Linked DNA regions of Sus scrofa: all the other regions are linked to region 4. A link is a contact called in public HiChIP or PLAC-seq data. All regions are on one chromosome and are shown on one strand. Each heading gives the region's core, a stretch centred on a gene start, on an enhancer-like site or on the middle of the called end of the contact. The rest is flanking DNA. Distances are from core to core; before and after follow the strand shown. Region 1 has its middle 28 kb from the start of FYN. Region 2 overlaps FYN (FYN proto-oncogene, Src family tyrosine kinase). Region 3 has its middle 11 kb from the start of FYN. Region 4 has its middle 40 kb from the start of WISP3.

Region 1 (2,700 bases), core at 95-2,594, 300 kb after region 4:
TATTTAATAAAAGAAGGGGCTCTGAAACACATGTCAAACAGTGGTATCTTCACACCTTAGAATACTGCTCAGCAATGAAAACTGCAATGACTAAAGCAATAAAAACTACTACACATGAACTACTGAAAAATGTACATCATCATGGATAAGTGTCAAAAATAAGTAGAGACTAGAGTTCCCCTTGTGGCTCAGCAGGTTAAGAATCCAGCATAGTCTCTATGAGGATGCAGGTTTAATCTCTGGCCTCCCACAGTGGGTTAAGGGTCAAACATTGCCACAAGCTGCAGGTTAGGTCACAGATGTGGCTTGGATCCTGCGTATAGGCCAGTGACTGCAGTTCTGATTCAACCCTTAGCCTGGGAACTTCTATATGCCACGGTGCAGCCATTAAAAAAAGAAAAGAAAAAATAGATGCAAAGGGTGCATCCCATAAGATTACATTATTATGAAATCCTAGGCCAGACAAATTTCATTAACTAATCTTCTAGCACAGTAGTGGTAGAAGTCACAACCACAGTTGCCTTGGGGGGGACCACCTGCAGCTCTTTCTGGTGTGGTGACTGTGTTCTCGCCCTTGATTGGACTTTAGATTGTATAAGTATAGACATCTGTCAGAACTCACCAAGCACCTAAGATCTAGACATTGTACTGTGCATGAAATACACTGAAACTTAGAAGCTGCAAAGAAAGAGAAAGGGAACTGAAAAATTCATCATACTCGCTAAACCTCCCCTCATTATTCGGAAGTCTCTTTACATTTCGGAGATATATTCTTCCAAGCTGATGATTGGGTAGCTTTCATCACCCCCTTTTTGTACCAGGTGCACCGTGGGGTATGTGTACCAGGTGTCTTATGGGGTGCATGTGTACCAGTGCACAGTGGGGCTTGTGTGTACCATGTGTACCGTGGAGTAGCATTTTCCCATTTCTTTGGGGCTCTTCTTAGGGCCACACATACAAATTTTGTCAGAAGCATAGAGAGACTTCTTTTTCACAAAAATTATCTTAGATTGTGCAGGAAAAGTTGTGCAAGGGAGATTTATTACTTGAAGAATATTTTCTGGAAGGCATATCTTCACTCCTTAATTTATGATTGGTTGTGTTACTTCGGAATTTGGAAGCGCGCTCTTGGACCAGAACTCTTTGCAAAATTTCCTGTGTTGTGAAATGCAGACATTTACATTAAATTTGAAATCTCTTACTCACCCCTCTCTCCCTCCCTCGAGTCCATCCTCCCCGCCTCTTACGTAATCTTCCTGAAATGCAGAGCTCTTGTGTAACTCTTGCTCAGAAACCCTGATGGCCTGCTCTCTCTTTCACACGTAGGTTGCTGCCTAACTGGCTGGTGGCCCACCTACGGTCTTGGCTTCTGTCACCTCAAACAAGGCTGCTCCCTGGATCTGTGCTTGGCCTGGGGAGCAGTTAACCCGCCCCGCTCCTCTACCTGTCCTTCCAATGGGCCTGGTTTGGATACCCACTCTCTGAGCGCCTGTCCTTGCTTCCCCCGGGGTAGGTGTGACCCCACACACACACACCAAGCTCACGAGGCACCCTGTGTGTTTCTCCAGGAGAGCACCCTTGCCACATTGGAGAAGAGCAAAGTCTTCCCATGTCTACCCTCTCCCATTGGTTGGATGCTCTTCATCGATGGGAATGCATTTTGCATCTTTGTGTTCTGTGCATACTGCTGGGTATTGATCTAGAAGTGGTGGGTGGATGGATGGATTAATTCATTCATCATTTACTCATTCGGCACTGCAGCACCTTCTTTGTAAGACCTTCAAAGAGGAGATAAACAAGACCAGAATGGTCTGTGGCCCTAGCAAAGGCAGTTCTTCTGGGACAAAGTTACAGTATTCTGGTCCTGCTCTCTGTTTGCTTTTTTTTTTTTTTTTCCCAAGTGGTAGCAAGAACCTGAGAGGCTTTCTGCCTCTCCTTCTCTGCATGAGGGATTCTCTCCCCAGTTCTAAGGAAGAAAATGAGAATGTAGCACTAATAGTGTAAACCAGAGCTGGGAGAGAAAAAAAAAAAAAAGAAAAGAAAAACATAATACTCATAACAGCTAACAGTAAATCCGCTTTTTACAATTTCTAAATACCTTCAGACCACATCATTTTCTCATCACCAAAATCCCACAGATGAAATGGGGACAGTAATTGTCCCAGCAGGCAAATGAGGTGAAGTGAAGGCCAGATGATTTGCCCAGTGTCGCATGTCTGGTTTGTGATAATGCTGAGACCAGAACAGGAGTCCCTGTGTTCCCACCAGGGTTGGGTGAGTGTTCAAAAGTACGAGTTCCCAGGAAGATCAAATAATTGCTGGAAAAGCACTTCCGATCTCCAATGAAAACATATCTTTCCAGCCGAGTGCCCTCCCTAAGGCCTGGAGAGTGTCATCTGCCAAGTAGCTGTTCTTTTGTCTTCTGCATGAACTCCCAGAGGCTGAGGGCCGCTGCAAAATCTGGGAGACCCAGGAGCGGCCACGCACTGCCAAAGTGCATTTGAACCCTATAGAATCAGTCGCTGACCGTGTCAATAGAAGTTAGAGAATGTTTTTTCTTCAGTTCTGGCCAGGACACAGGTATGGAAGCGAATGCAGATGAGGAGCTTTGTCACTCATGCCTGCATGTGTGTGACGGAGACAGCTGTTTCTGCTAGGCCAGTGTAACATTTTGAAGCAAAGAGTTAACAGCAGGATAAT
Region 2 (2,700 bases), core at 25-2,524, 330 kb after region 4:
CCTGTCTACGAAACAGAAACAGACTCACAGACATAAAAAACAGACTTGTGGTTGCCAAGCAGAGAGGGGATGGAATTGTATGGATGGGGTGTTTGGGGTTGGTAGATGCAAACTGTTACATTTAGAATGGATAAGCAATGAGGTCTCACTGTATAGCACAGGGAACTATATCCAATCTCCTGGATTAGACCATGAGAGAAAAGAACATTTTAAAAAGAAGGATATTTGCAGCAACATGGATGGAACTAGAGACTGTCATACTGAGTGAAGTAAGTCAGAAAGAGAAAGACAAATACCATAGGATATCACTTATATCTGGAATCTAATATATGGCACAAATGAATCTTTCCACAGAAAAGGAAATCATGGACTTGGAGAATAGACCTGTGGTTGCTGAGGGGGAGGGGAAGGGATGGATTGGGAACTTGGGGTTAATAGATGCAAACTAATGGATTAGCAATGAGATCCTGCTGTGTAGCACTGGGACCTATGTCTAGTCACTTATGATGGAGCATGATAATGTGAGAAAATAGAATGTGTGCAAGTATGTGTAACTGGGTCACCATGCCGTACAGGAGAAAAAAAATTGTGTTGAGGAAATAACAATTTTTTTTAAAATGTTTAAAAAGGATATCTGTATCTGCCTGAGTCACTTTGCTGTACAGCAGAAATTGGCACAACATCATAAGTCAACTATAGTTTTAAAAAACAAAAACAAGAAATAAAACCTCTCCAGCACCCTGTTTTCTTATAGGGTATTCTGTTATTCATGCCACCAACGCTCACCCACAGCTGCACATGTACACTTGTCACTGTTTGTCTGCCGCTGTATGGAATCCTATCTGGGATCATTGTGCATCCTTCCCTCCCTCGGAGCCAGTCTTTAAAGGCTGGGCCCCTGGCATAAGGCTGGTGTTTATACAGAGGCTGGTTATCCTCTACCTAATTGCATCTGTCTGGGGGAGATCTTGACCAGGGCCGAAAGCCAGCATTTCTCTTCCCCTGTCTGAGGGCTTAGACTAACAGCTCAGCCAAAAAAAAAAAAGTGATAAAAAAAAAAAAATGCAGCTTGGGATTTCACTTGCTCCCACCAAGGACCAAAAAAGGAAGGAGAGAAGGCTTCTGGTGATGAGACATCTGAGAGGCCTCCGTCTGCTCAGGGGCAGTTGCATCCTCTCTGCCCCTCGTGCTCCTGACCTCAGGCTAGGGGAGGGTTTGTGGACACAGTCAGTGTCAAAGCTACCCCAGGAAGTCGGCTAAGCTCTGTTGATGGGGAGAGGCACGCACTGCACCCTGCTCCCCGTCACGTGCAGCTGAGGGAGTCTAAGCCTGTGAACTCTGAGCATTTAATCTAGTCACTGGTTTTATGCTGAGGGTGGTGTTGCAAGCACCCTCTTTCACATTCACATCCTTCTGCCCACAGTGCCGTGAGCCTCACAGATGAGACCATCCTGTGGCTGGAACACTGGGCTCCAGGGGGCGGTGTGACTAACACTCTCATCCCCCTACCCATCCCTGCACACACCTCTGCACCTCCCCCCCCTTCCTGTCATACCCCCGGATTCAGGGCAGGGCTGACAGTGCTCCATGAAGTAACCTCAGGCTGCAAATGTCCAGGAGAGGCCCAGCCTCTCGTAGGCTTTATTCTTCTACCCATTTTCTTGAGAGCAAACAAGGCAGGTACTCAGAGCACCTCCATCCTTTATTAGGCCTCCTAAAAGGCTTCCTTTCTCAGATGATCTACAGCTATAGACAGTCTGTCTGTCTGTCTATGTCTCTGTCTCTGTCTCTCTCCCTCTCCTTCTCCCCCCCCCTTTTCTTTGCTTCATCTTTTGAATAATTTAATGATGGACCGAATAACATTAAAGCCAGCAGCTTGTCTCTGCTGGATCTCTCCAGCAGCACCTGGATGCTGTTTGCCTCGGGGCAGGGCAGAGGAATGAAATGGTAGCAGAATTGGTGCATGTTCTATTTTTTTTCCAGCTTTATTGATATATAATTGGCAATGTCCCATTGTAGAGGTTTTAAGGTGTACCATGTGATGGGTTGATGTGTGTATATATTGTGAAATGTTTACTGCAGTAAGGTTGGGTAACACATCCTTCATCTCCTATAATTAGCATTTTTTCACTGTTTTTCGTCAGTAGGCTGGGGCTCAGTTCCCTTTCCCTTTGCCCAAGTTGGTGACACTTACCAAGCAAAAATACCCTCTTCCCCACCAGAGCCCCCCTCATGACCAGGGTCCTACATTTTTAATTTCTAAATAAGGCAACAGAGGAGAGACAAAGCTGGATTCCCCTCTCAGCTGACTCAGATTGTACCCATTTGACCCTTGAAGTGGAGTTCCCGTCATAGCTCAGCAGTTAGCGAACCCGACTAGCATCCATGAGGATGTGAGTTCAATCCCTGGCCCTCCTCAGTAGGTTAAGAATCCGTCATTGCCGTGAGCTGTGGTGTAGGTTGCAGACACGGCTTGGTTCTGCTGTTGCTATAGCTGTGGTGTAGACCGGCAGCTGCAGCTCTGATTCCACCTCTAGCTTGGGAACCTCCATGTGCTGCAGGGGCGTCCCTAAAAAGAAAAAGAAGAAGAAGAAAAAAAGACCCTCGCAGAGGACTGTGTTAGAGTTGGCGAAACCAGATAGCAGGATAACTAGGAGGTGGTCATATATGCTCACAACGTGGAGTCTGTGACCACAGGAC
Region 3 (2,700 bases), core at 186-2,685, 310 kb after region 4:
TAACAAAAAGACCCCATCACCCATCTCGCTTCCCCCAGAAAAATAGGGGTTCCCACAGGATAAGTGTTCATATGCCTCTCTCATGTCGTAGTCAGAGATCAGAGCTTTAAGGTGGTTGACGCTGTGCCCTACAAGGCCATCCGGGGCCCAGGTTCCTACTGCTCTGCCATCCCTGGTGGGCTTCCCTCCTCTGCCTGGTCGATGCCAGTTTACAGGTACCACATCTACTTTCCAGCCCACAGGAAGTCGGAGAGAGAATGAAGGGCAGCCCACTCTTTTGAGGGATGCGAGAGTCAGGTGTATCACATCCACTCACAACCAGTTGACCAGAATTCAGTGACATGTCCACACCTAGCTGCAAGGGAGTCTGAAAACAGTAATGTTCAGCTATGTAGCCATAGACCTCAAACTCTATTATTGTGGGAGAATCAGGGTGAAGTTGGAGGGACCGCTAGCGTCTGCCCCACCCCTCAGCAGCTTTTATCCTCTCACTACTCTCTTATCTTCAATGAGGTGGATTTGGGCCTCTTCCCTTCAGGCCAAGGGTGACCCTATCTGATGCCAGAATCCTGCAAGCTCTTGGAAAAAGGGAAGATAAACTGCTCTGCTGTCCTCATTAAGGAGATAACCTCAAGTTCAATTCCTCTACAAGACAGCACTCCGAAAAAAATCATCATCCTCTGCCTCACACATACACCCTGTAAAAAGTCACTATTGACTTGCTTTACCATAAATTGTATATGTGTTTATAAATGTATGCTGGGGAGTTCCCATCGTGGCACAGTGGTTAATGAATCCGACTAGGAACCATGAGGTTGCGGGTTCGATCCCTGCCCTTGCTCAGTGGCCTAACGATCCGGCGTTGCCATGAGCTGTGGTGTAGGTTGCAGAGGCAGCCTGGATCCCGTGTTGCTGTGGCTCTGGCATAGGTCGGCAGCTACAGCTCTGATTCGACCCCTAGCCTGGGAACCTCCATATGCCGCAGGAGTGGCCCAAGAAATGGCAAAAATACAAAAAAAAAAAAAAATATATATATATATATATATATATAAATGTATGCTGATATAGAAACCAAGTCTTCCCTTTTTGGATCTGTTAACAGACCTCTGACTGGATCTCATCTGCCAAGTAGGTCATCAGTGAGTAGTCTGGTCCACATAACACGCATTCCTCCCACACAAAGTGGCCACCATTTGTCATCCCAGATACTGTTATTACAGCTGCTGGGGAAGCATCACTGACTGCCTCCAGTGGGTCCCGTGTTCTCCCCCTCCTACTTACTAACTCCCTCCTTTAATTTCCTTGTGTCTGTGTTGGCACTTGTGTTCACGAGTGAGACCTCTTGCGAAAGTTTTGTGGAAGCAGGTACCACATCATCAACCAGCCTGGGGCTCACCAGGGTCAAGGGAGGTAATGTCACGGAAGGGCAGACTGACCTCATTTCCTTAGACAAGGAAGTGGCAGGAGGAGGCAGCCTCCGGTCAGTGGCCCCTCTGCTCCCTTTGTCACCATCATCACCGTCACTGTTGTTCCTTGTCCCAGTAGAGGCTGTGGAATTAGAGAGGGGTCTGTTTTCTGACAGCTCCTCTATCGGCATTCACACCAAAACAGCTTCTGAGAAGGTTTGAAATTCTAAACCAGTGCAAGGGACCCAAAAGTCATGGCTGCTGGTGTTGCTGATGTCTTGCAGCTTGAGAACATGCCAAAATAAAGATCCAGAGGAGGAGGGACCTGGCTTCATGTCCTTCTTCAAAGAAAAGGTGTCGGCCTCCGTTCCAAAAACACAATACAAGTGGCCCCACCACCAGATTCTCGGGGCAGTAGATTTTGATGGGCTCTGACTTCATAGCCAGATAAGTAATCAGTGGAAAAGGGAGAAATAGGCCACACAAACATGAGCTCCAGGGCAAAAGGGAAAGTAAAATATTCTTAGGCAAAGTCCATTCTGTTTCTTTAAAGGAATAGAGCTTCTTGGCGGAAGTGACAAATTAAAGGGAAAAAGAATTAACTGTGTTTTGAAAGGAGGAGGCTGCATTTGCAGAGTCATCTGGCGAGGAAGCTCCTTAGAGACAGGAAAGATTGGCAAAGCTGGGTTTTGTCTGGCCTTGGAGAGTGAACCCCCTTGGCTTTCATTCTCCACATTGGTGGGGAGGGGGCGTTGATGACGCCTGTTCAAACAGCCACTTTGTGCTAATGTGTTTTCTTGTGGCTCTGCCAGGTGACAGCCTGACCCTTGGGCCCTCCGCCACTTTAGCCCAGAAAGCCAATCTCTACCGCTGTGGCCCAGAAGCGATACTGATTTTCCTGTTTCTCTTTGCTGGTTCATGAATAGAAGCCCCCATTTTTGTTTTTATTTGTGTTTTCCTTTGGTGGTTTATATAGAACAAAACCAAAGGGAGTGGAGAGAGGCTTGACCCTAAATATCGACATTAGGAAGAAACGTCTTTGTTGGATCTTTGGTGTTTCTGCAAAACTTGAGGTCGAATTAACCAGCCTTGGTTAGTGTTCCGTGCCCTGCTTGGCTTGCCCCAGATTCTAGGGATCATTGGCTCAAAAGTCAAAGCATCAATAGGCCAAGCTGAACTCCCACCAGGAGAGGGGGAAGGAACAAGAGGAAAAGTGAGAGCAAAATACAGATTGTTTCTGCCCAGTGCCCTGAGCAAGTCCCTTTGCCTGCAGCAGGCGTCCAGTGAACAACAG
Region 4 (2,700 bases), core at 144-2,643:
GTACTTGTACATAGTGGAATATCAAGAGTTACTGACAAGTATGAATAAATTCCTCTATAGCCAAGTTAACATGTACTCAAGAGAGGTGACTTTTTGGGGGGTTTTATAATGCATCTTAATATTTATTTAATGAAGTAAATGCTTCATTTCATAAAATAGACATGGCCAGGGGCTTGTAAGAAACTTGGTACATTTATTCTGTGGTTTGGAATTCAGTTATGTGGATTTTTGGAAGACGTGCTTCCTGTCAGACCAAAACACTTTTGATGAAGCACCAGGGCACAGAAAATGATGGTTTACTGTGTGAATGGGGATAATAAAACGTGTATATTGTCCAAATTAGAGACTGGGCTCAGGTCAATCAAATTAGACTCAACAGAGGAAAACAATGTGGTTCCCATGTGAACAAATATGGAGCAAGAAGAGAATTGGGACCAGTGGTGTGGCTGATCATGAGTCATGAATGGTTTGGATATCCACAGAGGGCCCCGTGGCAACGGCAGGCCATTGTGTGTCAGGCTGGGCTGCGGGGTTTTACTTGGAGGTCAAATAGGCATGTGTTCATTACTTTTGATTTGGCCTTTGAGAAGAGCAAAGCCGGGAAGGGGGATACTGAGTGTCTTCTTCTTCAAGTTCCAAATTTCGAAATCAGTGTAGACCAAGCAAAGACGTTTCAGAGGAAAATGAGAACAACAACATTTTTGAAAAGGAAGTCTCATGAGAAAATACAAAAAAAAAAGAGGTCCTATGTTTGGTTTTTAAGGAAAGAGTAAGGGGAGCCATGAATCTTTAAGTGGATAAAATTGCTTTACAGCGAGGACAAAATGATTTATTCCCTTAAGTGAAGTAAGACAGAAAGAGAAAGACAAATGCCATGTCACTTGAATGTGGAATCTACACTATAACACAAGTGAACTCACAACACAGAAACAGACTCACAACTCACAGACACAGAGAAAAATCTATGGTTGCCAAGGGGGATGGGGGTGGGGAGGGACAAATTAGGAGTTTGGGATTAGCAGATACAAGCTACTATATATACAATAGATAAACAATAAGTTCTATTGCATAACACAGGGAACTATATTCAATATCCTATGATAAACCATAATGGAAAAGGTTATGAAAAAGAATTATATGTACATATATATGTATGCATATATATATATATGATATGTATGAATGTGTGTGTATACATATGTATCTAAATCACTGCGCTGCACGCTGGAAACTAACACAACATTGTAAATCAAATATACTTCAATAAGGAAAGACTTATTCTCTCCACACCCGGTGGAAAGTTGAAGTAATAAGGCTTCATGTTGACACTGCTCCATGAGTGCTGATAAACCTATGACCCAAGCATCAGGACACCCGTGACATGGTCTGCTCCACCCGGGCCACAGCCTGGCCTTTAGTCAACACATGACTCAGAAGCCCTGAGTCTCCTCCACCAGCATAAACAAAATCCACCCCCACAGGAATCTCAGGAGGAGGAAACAATTCTTATCCTCACACATGGCAAGTATCACAATAAAAATATTATATTCTAGAAAAAAGTGACATGGTGGAGAGGAGAGGTGAAGGCCACCACCGCCAGGGCTGGTGCCCTCTAATTCCTGTGCATGTGGACTGGCAAGGGCTTTGGGTGCTGGAGTAAGTGGGAATCTCTGTCCTCAGTGAACTTCATACACTTTATTTTGTCTTTTTAGGGCTGCACCTGTAGAACATGGAAGTTTCCAGGCGAGGGGTCAAATTGGAGCTACAGTTACTGGCCTTATGCCACAGCCACAGTAATGCGGGATCCGAGCCACATCTGTGATCTGCACCACAGCTCACGGCAATGCCAGATCCCCGACCCACTGAGTAAGGCCAGGGATTGAACACACAACCTCCTGGATGCTAGTCGGATTCGTTTCCATTGCACCACAACAGGAACTCCCATATACATTCATTTGGTTTACACCTACAAAATAGAGGCCTTGAGCCTATACAAGTTGTATTGAGCAGAAAAAGGAGGGGTTTTATAGCATGCAGAGCAATACAACTCTCTTCTGGATGTTTAACAGCTCCCACACACCTCAGGGACACAGCCACATGCACCTTACACAAGACCTGATGGCTTTCCTCCAGCTCAGGCTGCTCTCTTGGCCACAGCCTCGCCCTGGGCATGTCTCTTCTGTTCTGTTTCTGCACTCTATATTTGCTGGCTCTTTCCTAGTTTGCACCCCATGCTGCCCCATCTCCTGAGATTAAGGATCCTTGTACAGTCTCTGCTGGGCCTTCACTACAGACTTCACCTCAGCACTTGCTTTTGGGTTACCCAGGACTGCGCGGATGAGAACCAGCCTCATCTACCTCAAGCTTGGATCACAGGTCTCTGAACCCCCAGTCTAGGATGTATAAAGCTTGACCAGGCTACCCAAGGTCACTCTGCATATAAATGACTTCTATGTATCTAGAAGGGTCATCAAGATGAAACGTATAGACATTTGGCCCAGATTCAGAATATTCCAACCTGCCACTCTAAGAATGTGAGGCAACTAGATGGAGGCCCCTCCCCTCAGCCAGGAAGAAGCGCTCTCTGGGTTCTGATAAGACCTAGGTCACAGACAAGATGCCTCCAGGGGTCAGAGAGGCGATGGGAATGGCTGAAGTGGACCGAGAAGAGGAGTGGTGGGAGCCATGCCCACTGGAGAG

The links. HiChIP or PLAC-seq counts read pairs in DNA pulled down with a chosen protein or histone mark.
Region 1: a contact with region 4 is called in an H3K27ac HiChIP or PLAC-seq map of alveolar macrophages. The contact joins two enhancer-like sites. A contact is called at or near these places in 2 of 2 datasets of contacts at active chromatin or transcription factors (alveolar macrophages and skeletal muscle).
Region 2: an H3K27ac HiChIP or PLAC-seq map of alveolar macrophages shows a contact between it and region 4. The contact joins two enhancer-like sites. A contact is called at or near these places in 2 of 47 Hi-C or Micro-C datasets (fetal heart ventricle and omental adipose tissue) and 2 of 2 datasets of contacts at active chromatin or transcription factors (alveolar macrophages and skeletal muscle).
Region 3: a contact with region 4 is called in an H3K27ac HiChIP or PLAC-seq map of alveolar macrophages. The contact joins two enhancer-like sites. A contact is called at or near these places in 2 of 2 datasets of contacts at active chromatin or transcription factors (alveolar macrophages and skeletal muscle).

What each region holds. Positions count from the first base shown.
Region 1 is chr1:77,668,870-77,671,569 of Sscrofa11.1, reverse strand. It overlaps a transcript of FYN not described here. Among named protein-coding and RNA genes, the nearest start is that of FYN, 28 kb to the right of the region's middle. Within about 2 kb of position 1,344, at least 20 of the 83 cell types and tissues checked have an H3K27ac peak or open chromatin away from gene starts, as enhancers often do. A contact at or near this core is called in alveolar macrophages, where this site is marked.
Region 2 is chr1:77,630,360-77,633,059 of Sscrofa11.1, reverse strand. All of the region lies in intron 2 of FYN (FYN proto-oncogene, Src family tyrosine kinase), which reads left to right. Among named protein-coding and RNA genes, the nearest start is that of FYN, 11 kb to the left of the region's middle. Within about 2 kb of position 1,274, at least 18 of the 83 cell types and tissues checked have an H3K27ac peak or open chromatin away from gene starts, as enhancers often do. A contact at or near this core is called in alveolar macrophages, where this site is marked.
Region 3 is chr1:77,652,111-77,654,810 of Sscrofa11.1, reverse strand. It overlaps a transcript of FYN not described here. Among named protein-coding and RNA genes, the nearest start is that of FYN, 11 kb to the right of the region's middle. Within about 2 kb of position 1,435, at least 6 of the 83 cell types and tissues checked have an H3K27ac peak or open chromatin away from gene starts, as enhancers often do. A contact at or near this core is called in alveolar macrophages, where this site is marked.
Region 4 is chr1:77,963,949-77,966,648 of Sscrofa11.1, reverse strand. No RefSeq gene overlaps it. Among named protein-coding and RNA genes, the nearest start is that of WISP3, 40 kb to the left of the region's middle. Within about 2 kb of position 1,393, at least 8 of the 83 cell types and tissues checked have an H3K27ac peak or open chromatin away from gene starts, as enhancers often do. A contact at or near this core is called in alveolar macrophages, where this site is marked.